Linked DNA regions of Zea mays: all the other regions are linked to region 1. A link is a contact called in public Hi-C data. All regions are on one chromosome and are shown on one strand. The core of a region is the stretch at or near the end of the contact, and the rest is flanking DNA. Distances in the headings are between cores, read along the strand shown.

Evidence for each region. A called contact is a pair of places that touch in the nucleus more often than the background predicts.
Region 2: a contact with region 1 is called in a Hi-C map of endosperm, with 3 times the contacts expected there. The contact joins the enhancer-like site here to the promoter of LOC100283897 in region 1. A contact is called at or near these places in 4 of 25 Hi-C or Micro-C datasets (ear, endosperm and leaf).
Region 3: a Hi-C map of leaf shows a contact between it and region 1, with 5 times the contacts expected there. The contact joins the enhancer-like site here to the promoter of LOC100283897 in region 1. A contact is called at or near these places in 2 of 25 Hi-C or Micro-C datasets (ear and leaf).

Annotation. Positions count from the first base shown.
Region 1 is chr10:31,762,790-31,767,061 of Zm-B73-REFERENCE-NAM-5.0, reverse strand. LOC100283897 reads left to right here and starts at 2,265. Exons shown (of 5, transcript NM_001370562.1): 1 at 2,265-2,548; 2 at 2,634-2,666; 3 at 4,037-4,265. The coding sequence starts at 2,440.
Region 2 is chr10:31,510,614-31,514,885 of Zm-B73-REFERENCE-NAM-5.0, reverse strand. No RefSeq gene overlaps it. Among protein-coding and RNA genes, the nearest start is that of LOC100280194, 14 kb to the right of the region's middle. Within about 2 kb of position 2,510, at least 18 of the 20 cell types and tissues checked have an H3K27ac peak or open chromatin away from gene starts, as enhancers often do. A contact at or near this core is called in ear, endosperm and leaf, where this site is marked.
Region 3 is chr10:31,972,885-31,977,156 of Zm-B73-REFERENCE-NAM-5.0, reverse strand. No RefSeq gene overlaps it. Among protein-coding and RNA genes, the nearest start is that of LOC100381613, 23 kb to the left of the region's middle. Within about 2 kb of position 1,701, at least 16 of the 20 cell types and tissues checked have an H3K27ac peak or open chromatin away from gene starts, as enhancers often do. A contact at or near this core is called in ear and leaf, where this site is marked.

The sequences.
Region 1 (4,272 bases), core at 1,016-3,515:
TTAGGAGAGGATTTGATCTCTTTTGGTGTGCTTTGCAATGAATGCTAGCTCTTGTAAAGTAGTTGGAAGCTGGAAAACTTGGATGCAATGAATGGTGGGGTGGTTGGGGTATTTATAGCCCCAACCACCAAACTTGACCGTTGGTGGAGCTGTCTGTTCGATGGCGCACCGGACAGTCCGGTGCACACCGGACATGTCCGGTGCCCCAGCCACGTCACCAGTTCCGTTGGATTTCGACCGTTGGAGCTTCTGACTTGTGGGCCTGCCTGGATGTCCGGTGCACACCGGACAAGTACTGTTTACTGTCCGGTGTGCCAGTATGGGCACGCCTGACTTCTGCGCGCGCTGTGCGCGCATTTAATGCGTCGCAGGAAGCCGTTGGCGCGGAGATAGCCGTTGCCCCGGAGTTGCACCGGACAGTCCGGTGCACACCGGACATGTCCGGTGAATTATAGCGGACTAGCCGTTGGAGATTCCCGAAGCTGGCGAGTTCCTGAGGCCGCTCTTCCTTGGCGCACCGGACACTGTCCGGTGTACACCGGACAGTCCGGTGTACACCGGACAGTCCGGTGAATTATAGCGCGAGTGCCTCTGGAAATTCCCGAAGGTGGCGAGTTCGAGTTGGAGTCCTCTGGTGCACCGGACAGTCCGGTGTGCCAGACCAGAGGTGCCTTCGGTTGGCCCTTTGCTCTTTTGTTGAACCCAACTCTTTTCTTTTTATTGGCTAAGTGTGAACCTTTTGCACCTGTATAACTTATACACTAGAACAAACTAGTTAGTCCAAGGATTTGTGTTGGGCAATTCAACCACCAAAATTATTTAGGAACTAGGTGTAAGCCTAATTCCCTTTCAAGGCCCCCTGAGCCTAGGCGTCAGACGGTGCCGCTCACGTCGTGACCACCTAAGGTCTAGCCACGATCGTTGCCGAGGTCGCCCTGAGCCACGACGAGGACTTCTTCTATGTCGAGGTGGTGGTGTGAGACCTCTAGACCTCCTTCCCTGCGTCCGCCAAGCGGAGTAGGGCGCCCTTCCGGTCCACGATGTAGGAGAAGGATCCAAAGTGGAAAACCTATCCTATGGTGAAGCTGATGATGGTATTGAAGATGACTATGCCTACTAGGAGATCTCTGATTTTCATAGGGGTGCCTCTTCTGCCTTATGTCGGCAGAACCCGAGTTATTCACACACTCCGCACGATTGTTACAACCCCCTCTCTATCCCCAAAATTGACTCCGACTTATCTCGAAGTCAGCGAGTCTTTGGGAAGGAAGTCACGTCCTCTGCATGCGCGGGGTCGGTTCACGCGTCTTCGAGCCCACATACCACTTTTTTGCCTGCTTTTGGTCGCGTGTTTGACTAGTTTGTCAGCCTGCACGCCTTGCACATTAAGGCCTTTATAACAGCCCACAGACCGTAAACGGGTCGTGGCAACCCGGGCGATATTTATCCTTCACACTCCCCTTCCCTGTCCTTTCTAGAATCATAACATTAGCACACACTATATAACACTATAGTATTGAAATGAGAACATCAGAACAAACATCAAAATCAGAAATCGCAACGTATACTATTGGCCTGTTTGGAAGCATCCAATTTTTAAGAAACTGGTTCATAGAAACTAGAGTGGTTCCAAACATACCAGTTTATGGTCGTGTTGGCACAACTTATTTTTAGCTTCTTCATAGATTTAAGCAGAAGTTGTACCAAACATGGAGCTTCTACAGTAGTTAGCTTCACATATAAGCTGCTTTTTCAACAAACAACAACTATACCAAACAGGGTCTATGTCTTAGTTTATAGAAACTAGATTCGAGTTTCTTAAAAATCAAGAATCTACTCTCCCGATCTCCCCTAGCTAAAACCAACTCTTGTTTGTTTAATTACATCATGCCCTTATTGATTTCATAGAATTTACATATATTGTCACCACTTTTTTAAATAGAGGAAGGGTATGCTAATAATTGTGTATAAAAAAACTAGAAACTAGTTTCTTAGAAATTAAGTTCCAAACACATTCACCCAACTCTTTTGATTAACCAGTTTCTAGAAACTCGAAATAGAAACTGGTTTTTAAAAAACCAGTGTGGTTTCAAACATACCAATACAAAAAAATATTTATTGATGGTAAATAAATTTGAGCCGAGGAATAAAAACCCACATTCATGGACCGCGAGGTCAGTGCCGTGCCAAATAGGGCCGCAAACTATCGGACTCATTGGAAGGCCCGCGACTGCGGCTGCGCCTGCGCCCGACCAAACGTAGGAGACCCATCTCCTCTCTTTTCTTTCCAAGAAAAGTCTTCTCTTCTCTGTCTCAGCGCCGACGCTTCCCAACTCCTTCCAATCGATTCTTCGTCTCGTCCTCGTGTAATCCCCAGCTTGCCCTCCTCGCTCTTCCCTCCCAAAACCCTACGCCTCCCTGACCAAGCTCCGGGGACGAATGGACGGAGGAGCCGGCTTCCCTGGCACGCCGGTCCCGCGCTCGCCGGAGGACGTTTTCCGGGACTACCGCGCGCGCCAGGCCGGCCTAATCAGGGCGCTCACCACCGGTAATGCCCGCATCTCCTTCGCTTGCGTTACTTTCTCCCTCCGGCTCAGAGTTCTGTATTGACTAGTTTCCCGCTGTCGCTTCAGATGTTGAGAAGTTCTACGTGATGTGCGACCCAGGTGAGCCTGCTCCCTCGATCCGGCTGGGTTTCCTAGGGTTTTGATTTTGGGGGTGCGGGTTCAGATGCTACTAGACGGATTTGGACCGTGTTTGCTTTGCAGTTAGGGATAGCTCTCTACCTCTCTCCACAAAGCCGATCTGGGGGGCACTTAGTCCGCTGATTTTCCGGTGTTTTTTCACTTAATTTATTACGTACCTCCGCCCATTCATTGGTTCTGGTGCGCCCTGGGAGGCTATTTCGCGGCGGAATTTCTGCTCCGATCTTGCTGGTGACAACCGCTGAGCGCTGAGCTTTGCTTTCGGTTTCGCGACGTTCTAGTTACTCCTTGTGCTATTCATCTGGGGGTGGGAAAGCGGAAAGGTGGGTGGGTGAGGGAATCCTTATCTTCTGAGCTGGTCGACCGCACGGCCGGCCAGTCATCTCCAAAAGTCGTGCGGCTGTCGATTTACTGTTATGCTCCCGGACAACGACATCTGCTGCAACTGTACCGAGGGGCATTTTCGGAATATTTTGTCAGTGAGTCACTGATGTCAGGTAGTGGGAGTGTCAGGACTCAGGATAGCATTTCTTTTTCCTGGAAGTCAACATTGGTTTCGTTTCTGGATACCGAAATTACTCTGTTTTGGCAATGGAACTATGGAAGTATTGCAAACACTTCGTCACTGCACCTTATTTCCCACTTTGTCAATGCCCACTTAAGTTGATGGTGACAGGAGTTGGCAAAGAAATGCATGTACCCCGTCGCTTATTGGACCAGAAAGCTTTGTCTAGATACGTGGCTAGAATAGAATCTGATTTATTTTGGGATGGAGGGAGTATGTTGGTTATTAAGGTCACATTTATGATTTTGGTTCCCACAGATGCATGGGATCAAAATCTGTTCCACATTAAATTGCAACATTATTAAATGCTTAGCACAGGAAGTTCATACCAAGAGGTGTCACTGGAAATGCAAGATGAGTTGCTCAGTACTGATCAAAAGCTGTGGTCGGGAAAGGCAAACAATGTGCATGAGCAATATTCTTTTATTGATTGTTGATACCGAACTGATTTATTTATGTCTAGTGTTACAAGGGGCGTAGTGCCTCCTTTTCATGCTTTTGGTCAATAAGTCTTCCCTTTTGTGTTCCATTTCCTTTTTTTTCTGGAATGTTCAATCTATATTTTTTTAACAACACGTAGTAGATATGGAATGCTTAATTTCATATGGTCAATTTAGTTTTTCCTACTGGTCCTGTATTTTACTTTTACAGTCTCAGCATTATGTCTCTTGGTTCATTTTCAATTAAAGCAAGCCATTTTAGATTTAGAGCCTGAAACAACCGCAAATACCTTATTCGAAATATTATTTTCTTTTGTTTTGCGCAGAGAAGGATAATTTATGTTTATATGGACTTCCCAATGAGACATGGGAAGTAAACTTGCCTGCTGAGGAGGTTCCTCCTGAACTCCCAGAGCCAGCTCTCGGAATTAATTTTGCTCGTGATGGGATGAATGAAAAAGATTGGCTATCACTTGTTGCAGTGCATAGTGATTCTTGGCTAATGTCTGTTGCATTTTATTTTGGAGCAAGGTTTGGATTCGACAAGGAATCCAGGTATCCA
Region 2 (4,272 bases), core at 1,261-3,760, 250 kb after region 1:
AAACGATTACGATCCCAACCGTATGCAGGACCACGCAGCATCGCCCACCGGGCTTGAAGAACTCCAAAAGCACGCTCAATATCCTTTCGGCAACTTTCCTGCATTTGTGTGAAATAGACTTTATTTTCCTCATATGGGTGTCTGATTGCTTTTACAAAAGTTGGCCAGTTGGGGTAAATACCATCAGCAAAGGTAATATCCGAAGTTGTAAGCATGACCATTTATTGTGTAATTGACTGGTGGCATTCGACCGGTTGTCATGGGGTCAAATACTGGTGATCGGTGAAGCACGTTTACGTCATTGTTTGTCCCAGGCATACCGAAAAATGCATGCCAAATCCATAGATCATACGTTGCTACCGCTTCGAGTATAATCGACGCTCTACCATTTCTACCACAAAACTGACCACACCATGTCGTAGGACAGTTCCTCCACTCCCAATGCATGCAATCTATGGAACCCAACATTCCAGGAAAACCCCTAGCCTCGCTATTGTGCATGATGCGTGCTATGTCAGCTTCATGAGGAGTTCGTAGATACCACCCACTAAAATATGCAATGATTGCACGACAAAAATGATGAAGGCATTCCCTAGCGGTAGACTCACCAATTTGAATGTACTCGTCTACCGCATCAGTAGGTAACCCATAAGCAAGTATATGCATTGCCGCACATACTTTTTGTAGGGGCCCGAGTCCTGACATGCCTGTTGCGTCCACCCGTTGAGTAAAGTAACTATCCTGCTGTTGCAGTCCTTCCATAATGCGGATGAACAACGACCTACTCATGCCGAACCTATAAAATTTAATAGGTTCGTTGTGAATAGTATGATAATCTCATAACGTAATACAATAAATTGAAGTGCGTACCTTCTACGAAACACATGGGGTGGATATACTGGGTTCGGGCCGAAGTAGTGATGATGGATGAGGTTTTCTCCAGCAAAATGATCCCTGTGAATCACGCGGCGAGGTATACCGGAACGTCGTCGGTGATGGCGTCTAGCCTCAATGTTGAGGGTAAGCAGATTGACTAGAAAAAGTGTGTCGTCCTAACTATGACTCGAATCGGAATCATCTTCTCTATGCCAGTGAGACCAATGTGGCTTCAGGGCGAAGCTCGTGGCTTTTGTTGAAAGCCAATCGTGGCTTCCTGCGTACGACTGGTCAGTTTTTGCTTGCAACGTAAGCGTGGTTCAAATTTTTCGTCGCAATGTTCTGAATAATTATGACGAACCACAATTGTCAAGTTATGTATGCAATTTCGAATTAAATGTTAATTCAAATGTTTTATTCTATATTATGCATAATATCTAAAAAAATAATTATTTTTTCTAATGTTATAAGAGCATCTCCAAGAGCTCTCCATAAAACAACTCCTTAAAATCAGTTTTAAGGGACATCTAAATAATAAGTGGGGGTAGATTTTAATCCTTTCTCCAACAGATCCCTTAAAGCGTCAGTTTGTTTCTGGGGAGCCCAAAAAAACCCTCATTTGTAGCTACAAATGAGAGAGTTTTAAGGGCTATGAAAAAGTTGGGAGCGCTTTAGGGGAACTGTTGGAGACATGTTTTGTGTTTTCCCCAAAAAAATAGATTTAGGGAAGACATCTGGAGAGCTTTTGGAGATGCTCTAATATCCCAACATGCCAGACGTGTGAAAAGGAAAAAATAAAAAAGAAAATGAAGTTGGTTATGTTACTTATATGGAAATGTATATTTAATGAGTAGAGGATATATAGGGGAAAATTTAGGGGGAACGGTTGCGGAATTAGTGAATATAGGTGAGGGAATCTTGCTGAAGTGACTGCATAGTAACATTTATGGGGACAAATTTAGGGGAAACGGTTGCGGATAGCCTTTAGGATCCTTTTGGCAGGACTTTAGCTTTTAAAAAATTAGTTTTGGCTCTATCTTATCCATACGAGCAGCTTTTTTCGGAAGCTAAAGCCATTTTAAAAATCTTTTGGTAACACATTTACAAAATAAACCTTTGATATTTTTTAAATATATTGTAGTACTGTTGCTGCGCTAGCTGGTTTGCTCGTACGCAAATAAACATGCTGATACCGTACACGATATGAATCATTATTTTTTTAAAATATCTATACGCCGTTGCATACATAACGAACTTTGTAAAATCGTACGCAAATATAAACTAAATAGTACTATGAAGATTTCGGTTAAGTATCAAATAAATTTACAAATTAGTGTATAACAATGATTAATGCCATTCACATATGAACTAGAAATTGTAAAATATTCAGAAGAGAAGGTCTTCCGCCCGCTTTCAATGGAGGATTCACCTATGGTCGAGGAGGAAGCCGGCCCTGGTATTTGTAGTCTCAGGGAGGAAAGGTCGGTTGGTTTCGGAGATTGCACAGATGCGCGGATCCATACGCGCGTATCGCAGCAACCGCGGGGTGGAAGAAGAGTCTGGTTAGTGGGGCCCGCTCGCCAGTGATACGAAGGGAACTTGGACGCGCGGACTCCACAGAAGGGCGTCTGCAACACGGTCCAACATGGCGACTGGACAGGGCTTGGCACAGGCGCGTTTCGTGCGTGTGCATGGAGCAGGCGGAGACTGTAGTTGCTGGCCCGCATGTCGGCGCTGGCTTGTGCTGCCGGGCTAGCGCGGCGGGATGGGGTGAGTGGGCTGCGGGGTTTCAGCCCACGGTGCAAATAAGCCTTCTTTTTCTTTTTCCCTGGTTTCTTTTCTATTTTAATTTCCTATTTGAATGCAAATCTATGTTGAGGTTTAGAACTTAAATATGCACAAACAAAGATCCAACGTGAATGCATTAAATTTATTTTTCTTTTATTTATCATCCTATTTTATCAAATGCTTTCAAATATGGAATTCACATACACAAATTTAGTTATATTAAGAAAATATCATTTTAGATATTGTTGGGGCCTTCCTCTTCCGAAGGTTATCAAAAACACGACTAACCATTTGTTTCCACTACACCATTTTGTTGTGGAGTGTAGGGAGAAGAGAACTCATGCTTGATGCCCTCCTCCTCAAGGAAGCCTTCAATTTGAGAGTTCTTGAACTCCGTCCCGTTATCGCTTCTTATTTTCTTGATCCTCAGACCGAACTCATTTTGAGCCCGTCTCAAGAATCCCTTTAAGGTATCTTGGGTATGAGATTTTTCCTGCAAAAAGAACACCCAAGTGAAGCGAGAATAGTCATCCACAATAACTAGACAGTACTTACTCCCGCCGATGCTTATGTAAGCTATCGGCCCGAATAGGTCCATGTGTAGGAGCTCGAGTGGCCTGTCAGTCGTCATGATGTTCTTGTGTGGATGATGAACACCAACTTGCTTCCCTGCCTAACATGCGCTACAAACCCTGTCTGTCTCAAAATGAACATTTGTTAGTCCCAAAATGTGTTCTCCCTTTAGAAGTTTGTGAAGATTCTTCATTCCAACATGTGCTAGTCGGCGATGCCAGAGCCAGCCCATGTTAGTCTTAGCAATTAAGCAAGTGTCGAGTTCAGCTCTACCAAAATCTACTAAGTATAGCTGACCCTCTAACACTCCCTTAAATGCTACTGAATCATCACTTCTTCTAAAGACAGTAACACCTATATCCGTAAAAAGATAGTTGTAGCCCATTTTACATAATTGCGAAACGGAAAGCAAATTGTAATCTAAAGAGTCTACAAGAAAAACATTTGAAATGGAATGGTCAGGAGATATAGCAATTTTACCCAATCCTTTGACCAAACCTTGGTTTCCATCCGCGAATGTGATCGCTCTTTGGGGATCTTGGTTTTTCTCGTACGAGGAGAACATCTTCTTCTCCCCTGTCATATGGTTTGTGCACCCGCTATCGATGATCCAACTTGAACCCCCGGATGCATAAACCTACAAACAATTTTAGTTCTTGATTTTAGGTACCCAAATGGTTTTGGGTCCTTTGACATTAGATACAAGAACTTTGGGTACCCAAACACAAGTCTTTGACCCCTTGTGCTTGCCCCCAACATACTTGGCAACTACCTTGCTGGATTTGTTAGTTAAAATATAAGATGCATCAAAAGTTTTAAATGAAATTTTAAAATCATTTGATGCAATAGGAGTTTTCTTCTTAGGAAAATTTGCATGGGTTGATTGCCTAGAACTAGATGTCTCACCCTTATATATAAAAGCATGATTAGGGCCAGAGTGAGACTTCCTAGAATGAATTCTCCTAATTTTGCTCTCGGGATAACTGGCAGGGTACAAAATGTAACCCTCATTATCCTGAGGCATGGGAGCCTTGC
Region 3 (4,272 bases), core at 452-2,951, 210 kb before region 1:
TATTATAAATTATAAATTGGTTAGTATAAATCATATGAGAGGTTATTCCATAAATAATTATCTCAACTTCAATCCAAGTCAATATTTAATTAAAGATCATCTAGTTAAATTATAACCATATAAGGCCAGAAGTTAATCCAATTAACATAAGATAAATAAATATCTAATTATAAAAGTATGAGACATGGTATAATAAATGTTGTTATTGCATAGTAAATATTCGTACGAGACTAATGCAACTTGAATGGATCAAATCGGAATCATAGATTTTAAGTTATGAATTTCTAATGATTTTATGTGTTTTGTACAAGATTAAATAAGATACAAATTTTAATGTAGCTTTCATGTGAAAACAGTGGTACTATATGATAAACCATAATATTACAAAATTATAGAAACTGGAATGGACTAAAAAGGAGCTAAAATGAGTTTTCTATGCATAAAATAAGTTCTGGAATTCTTTTTACATTGGATATTCATTTTCTGAATTCATTTTTCCTATTTTCTCATAGCTCTGGACCGTGCGCGTAAAACTAGTGAAACTCAGGGGCTAAACCGAAACATTCTCAAGACTCATACTACAGCCGCACGGACGGCGGGTTCAATATAACAAAACCGAGGGGCTCTTTAGAAAGATCTCCAGGCTGAATGGGTATGGAGAGCTCTGGTCCATTGGATTTAGATCTGAGTGCCTAGATTAGATCGCATCCTTGCGACCCCGCGCGCAATCGAGAGCCCTCCGATGCAATACCAACGCTCCAGATTCAAAATCTTCAGATCGATTTCCGCCCGCTCGATTTCCATCCAACGACATAGATCTCATCTACTCTAACGGGTATGCCAGATCTAATCTACACCATCTGATCCGCGATCGACGTCGCACACGATTCTCCCCAATCCTTTCACCGTTGGGTGGCGGCGACGCCACCGGCCAGCAGCGAAACATCGCCGGTGATCAACAATTCGGCGCCCTAGGTCACTACTTCCAAGTACGAAAGCTTCTACGCGATACGAAGTTGATGGTGAGTACGCTAGAGGAGATCTTACCGGTTGCCAGGCAGTGGTATTGGCCAGCAGTGCCCCCCCCGGTGGCGGACGCAGCATCCGATGCGCCATTGGCGAAGCTAAGGCACATCACCCGTCCGAGACGACCACGAAGATCTTCCTCGGGACGACGAGCACCCATCGGAGAAGCACGCCGCGACCCAGCATAGGCCCACCGCGAGATCGAAGTTGGCAGCCCTCTCTCAGCCCGGCAATGGCGGCGGACAGGATTTTTTTCCTCACTGCGCTAATGGCGGCCAGGGGGTGCCATTACGGCACCGAGGGGACGCCGCAACCTATATATCTGGAGAGGGGGGGGTCTTCCAATAGTCACGGCCAGGCTGCATCGTGCGCATGCAAGAATCGCGGAGACTCCTAACAAATAGCTTGATTCTCTCACCCGCCACGTTCAGGCATGACAGCGCAGCCGCCATGGTCGAGCACGACTACGCAACCGCCATGTGGGGTCCATCGGTCGGCGCCTATTGACCGATTGGGTCGCCCCAGCTGTGGATGAAGTTCGTTTTGGTCCGGCGGGCGAGGCCGATTCTTCCTGCGCGAACTACAACATGTTTCATTGCGGCGAGGAAGGAGAAGATAGACCCGACAAGTGGGGTCCACACGCGGGTGAGAAGAGGGAGTGGGCTGCGCGCAGGAGGTAACTGACCGGCGGGTCCCACGGGCGGTGACACTACAGTCACGGCCGAGTAGGGGGGAGGGACAACGGGTGGTGGGCTGGCGCGTAGAGTTTGGTGATGGGCTGAGCAGGGAGCTTTGGGCCTAGGCTCTATTTTCTTTTTTTTTTCTTTACCATTTCCTGTTTTTCATTTTAAATTTGCAAGTTTCAAATTGAAATCAAAGTTGAGGTTTCAACTTAAAGTATGTGCAATCAAAAGTACTGCAGCATGAGTACAAAGTATACTTTATTTAATAATTAATTATCCCCTTTAAACAACCACTTTTTAAATATGTAATCTATCCATCCTTAAAATAGAAAATAGGTATTTTAGAAAATAATTGTTAGTGTATCATTTTCTTTAGAGGCCACTTATAAATATATAAGTTCAACAAAGGAATATCTAGAATATAGGTATACTTTTATTAAACATTCGTTAAAACCACATTTGTTTTGGAAGATGTAACTTCAAGAATAAGCAAAAAAATTTGTATGAGGTATTTTAATTCAAAACCTTTGGAGATCTTTTCCTCAGATTCAAGAATAAGATTTTGGGTGTTACAAATCCTACCCCCCTTAACAGAAATCTCGTCCTCGAGATTTGTAAGGAAAGGTGTATACTCATATTGTCTCAACACATATGCAAAACAAAAATCTCAGCATGATGCATACTTTATTAGCAACACGTGGGTCAATTAGACCTTATTATTCCTCCTAATAGTATCATACCAACCACTAACTAAAGTAACACTTAGATCTTACAAATAGTAGTATATATATTTATGTATATTGGTGGAGCTGGTGGTGGTGGAGGTAGTGGGCGTTGTTGTTGTTGTCTTTCCAACTGTGCTTGCCTTATTTCTTGACGTATCTCTAGCCGGTCCTGACGTATTTCCTCGCGTTCTTATTTTATATGATTTTGCAATTCGGTAACCATGTTTGCCATTTGTTGTATTTTCATCATTTGGGTGGCAACCACTTGATCGATTCCAACGGGGGGAGGATCTGGAGGATTCATTTCTGTTTGTTGTTGCCTAATAATCTTCCCTTCCTGGTATTGACCATCGAAGTTAAAAGCATATGAAAAAATAGTTTTGCAATGAACAGTATTGGGTAAGCAGAATGAATAGGCTAATAGTTGGTTATGCTCTGAGGATTCTTTAGCAGGACTTAATCTTTGTTTTATGTCCAGATTGGGGTAACCAGTCGTATAAGGTGAGTACCCAAAGATTGGATAGAATTTTGTCAAGATGAGATAGTCTACATGATGTAGTTTAAAAGTTTGTTTGCCGTTAGGTGGGGATAGATAGGTTATACCATTCATCATGACTCTATGGATTGGGTTAGCTCATGGTTGAGTTGATCTAATGTGAAAAGTTAAGTTAACACCTGGCTAGAAGGGTCCAAGTACCACTAATCTATTTAAGTAGACCACATTAGTTTAGATCACACTAGATTCCATAATCCCATTTAGGAATACCATTTAGTTGAGCATATCCAACTGACTTTATCTTTATGAAATTCTAGTATATATTTTTTCGGTGGAACTTCCAATTAGTATATATTTTTATACACCCAAAATTTTCAAGTCATTAACAGGTGTGGTATAGAAACAAGGGTACATCATGTTTTAACTATTAGGTGAGTGTTGACATGGAATGAGTGTACTATGGCATAATCGAGCTTCCTTTAGATTAGATCATGTAAAATTAGGTAGGGTCAAGGTTAGATTGGATACAACTAGATTAAACTTAGTTTAAGTTAGATAAATCTACCAGGGTAGAATATGTAATATTAATATGTGTTAGAATCCCTTGAGATAGGATGAATTATATAGTGTGGATAGGTCAGAATCTCTGTCAAGTTAACACAGAGGGGTTATGCAACTATCTGATGGTTAAGGTAGTCGCATATGGTTAGGTAGTTGTATGTGGTCGAGTTAATCTAGGGCACTAGTTTAGGTTAAAGCATGCTTACAGAAGTAGGGTTCAATCTATTTTCCCAGTATTATCTATCATGTTTGTCCACTAGATTAGATCTGATCAGGACTAAATTGGTATACCTAGATTAGACTAGATAAGATCTACTAATTTTAATTTTTTTAGGATAGATCATGTTTGTGACACTGTTATGAGATAAGCAAAGGATAAGTATGCTTATTAAGACAAGATGAGTCTCTAGGAATAATATAGAATCTTTTAAGTTATGAAGGATACATTTAAAATAGATACACTTTAATGGAGGATAATCTAAGTTGTTTAGTTATCTTATGAATTCTATTTATGCCTATATGTATATGCAGATGTAATTGTGGACATTACTCCACAACTAATCACACTCAATCAAAGATCCAAATCAGACAATATCATAAGAACAAACACTCAAGCGTATAGATACCTATAAAAATAGTTTTGTTTTTGTTCCTAAGAGTAGGTCTCCTATTCCTACAGGTCACTTTAGGCACAAGATTTCAAAGTGTGAAATCCACATTTGTCTTTAGAAGAAAAAGGTAAGAATAATCAGAGAAAAGCGGAAATAGATGAGAAAAGATT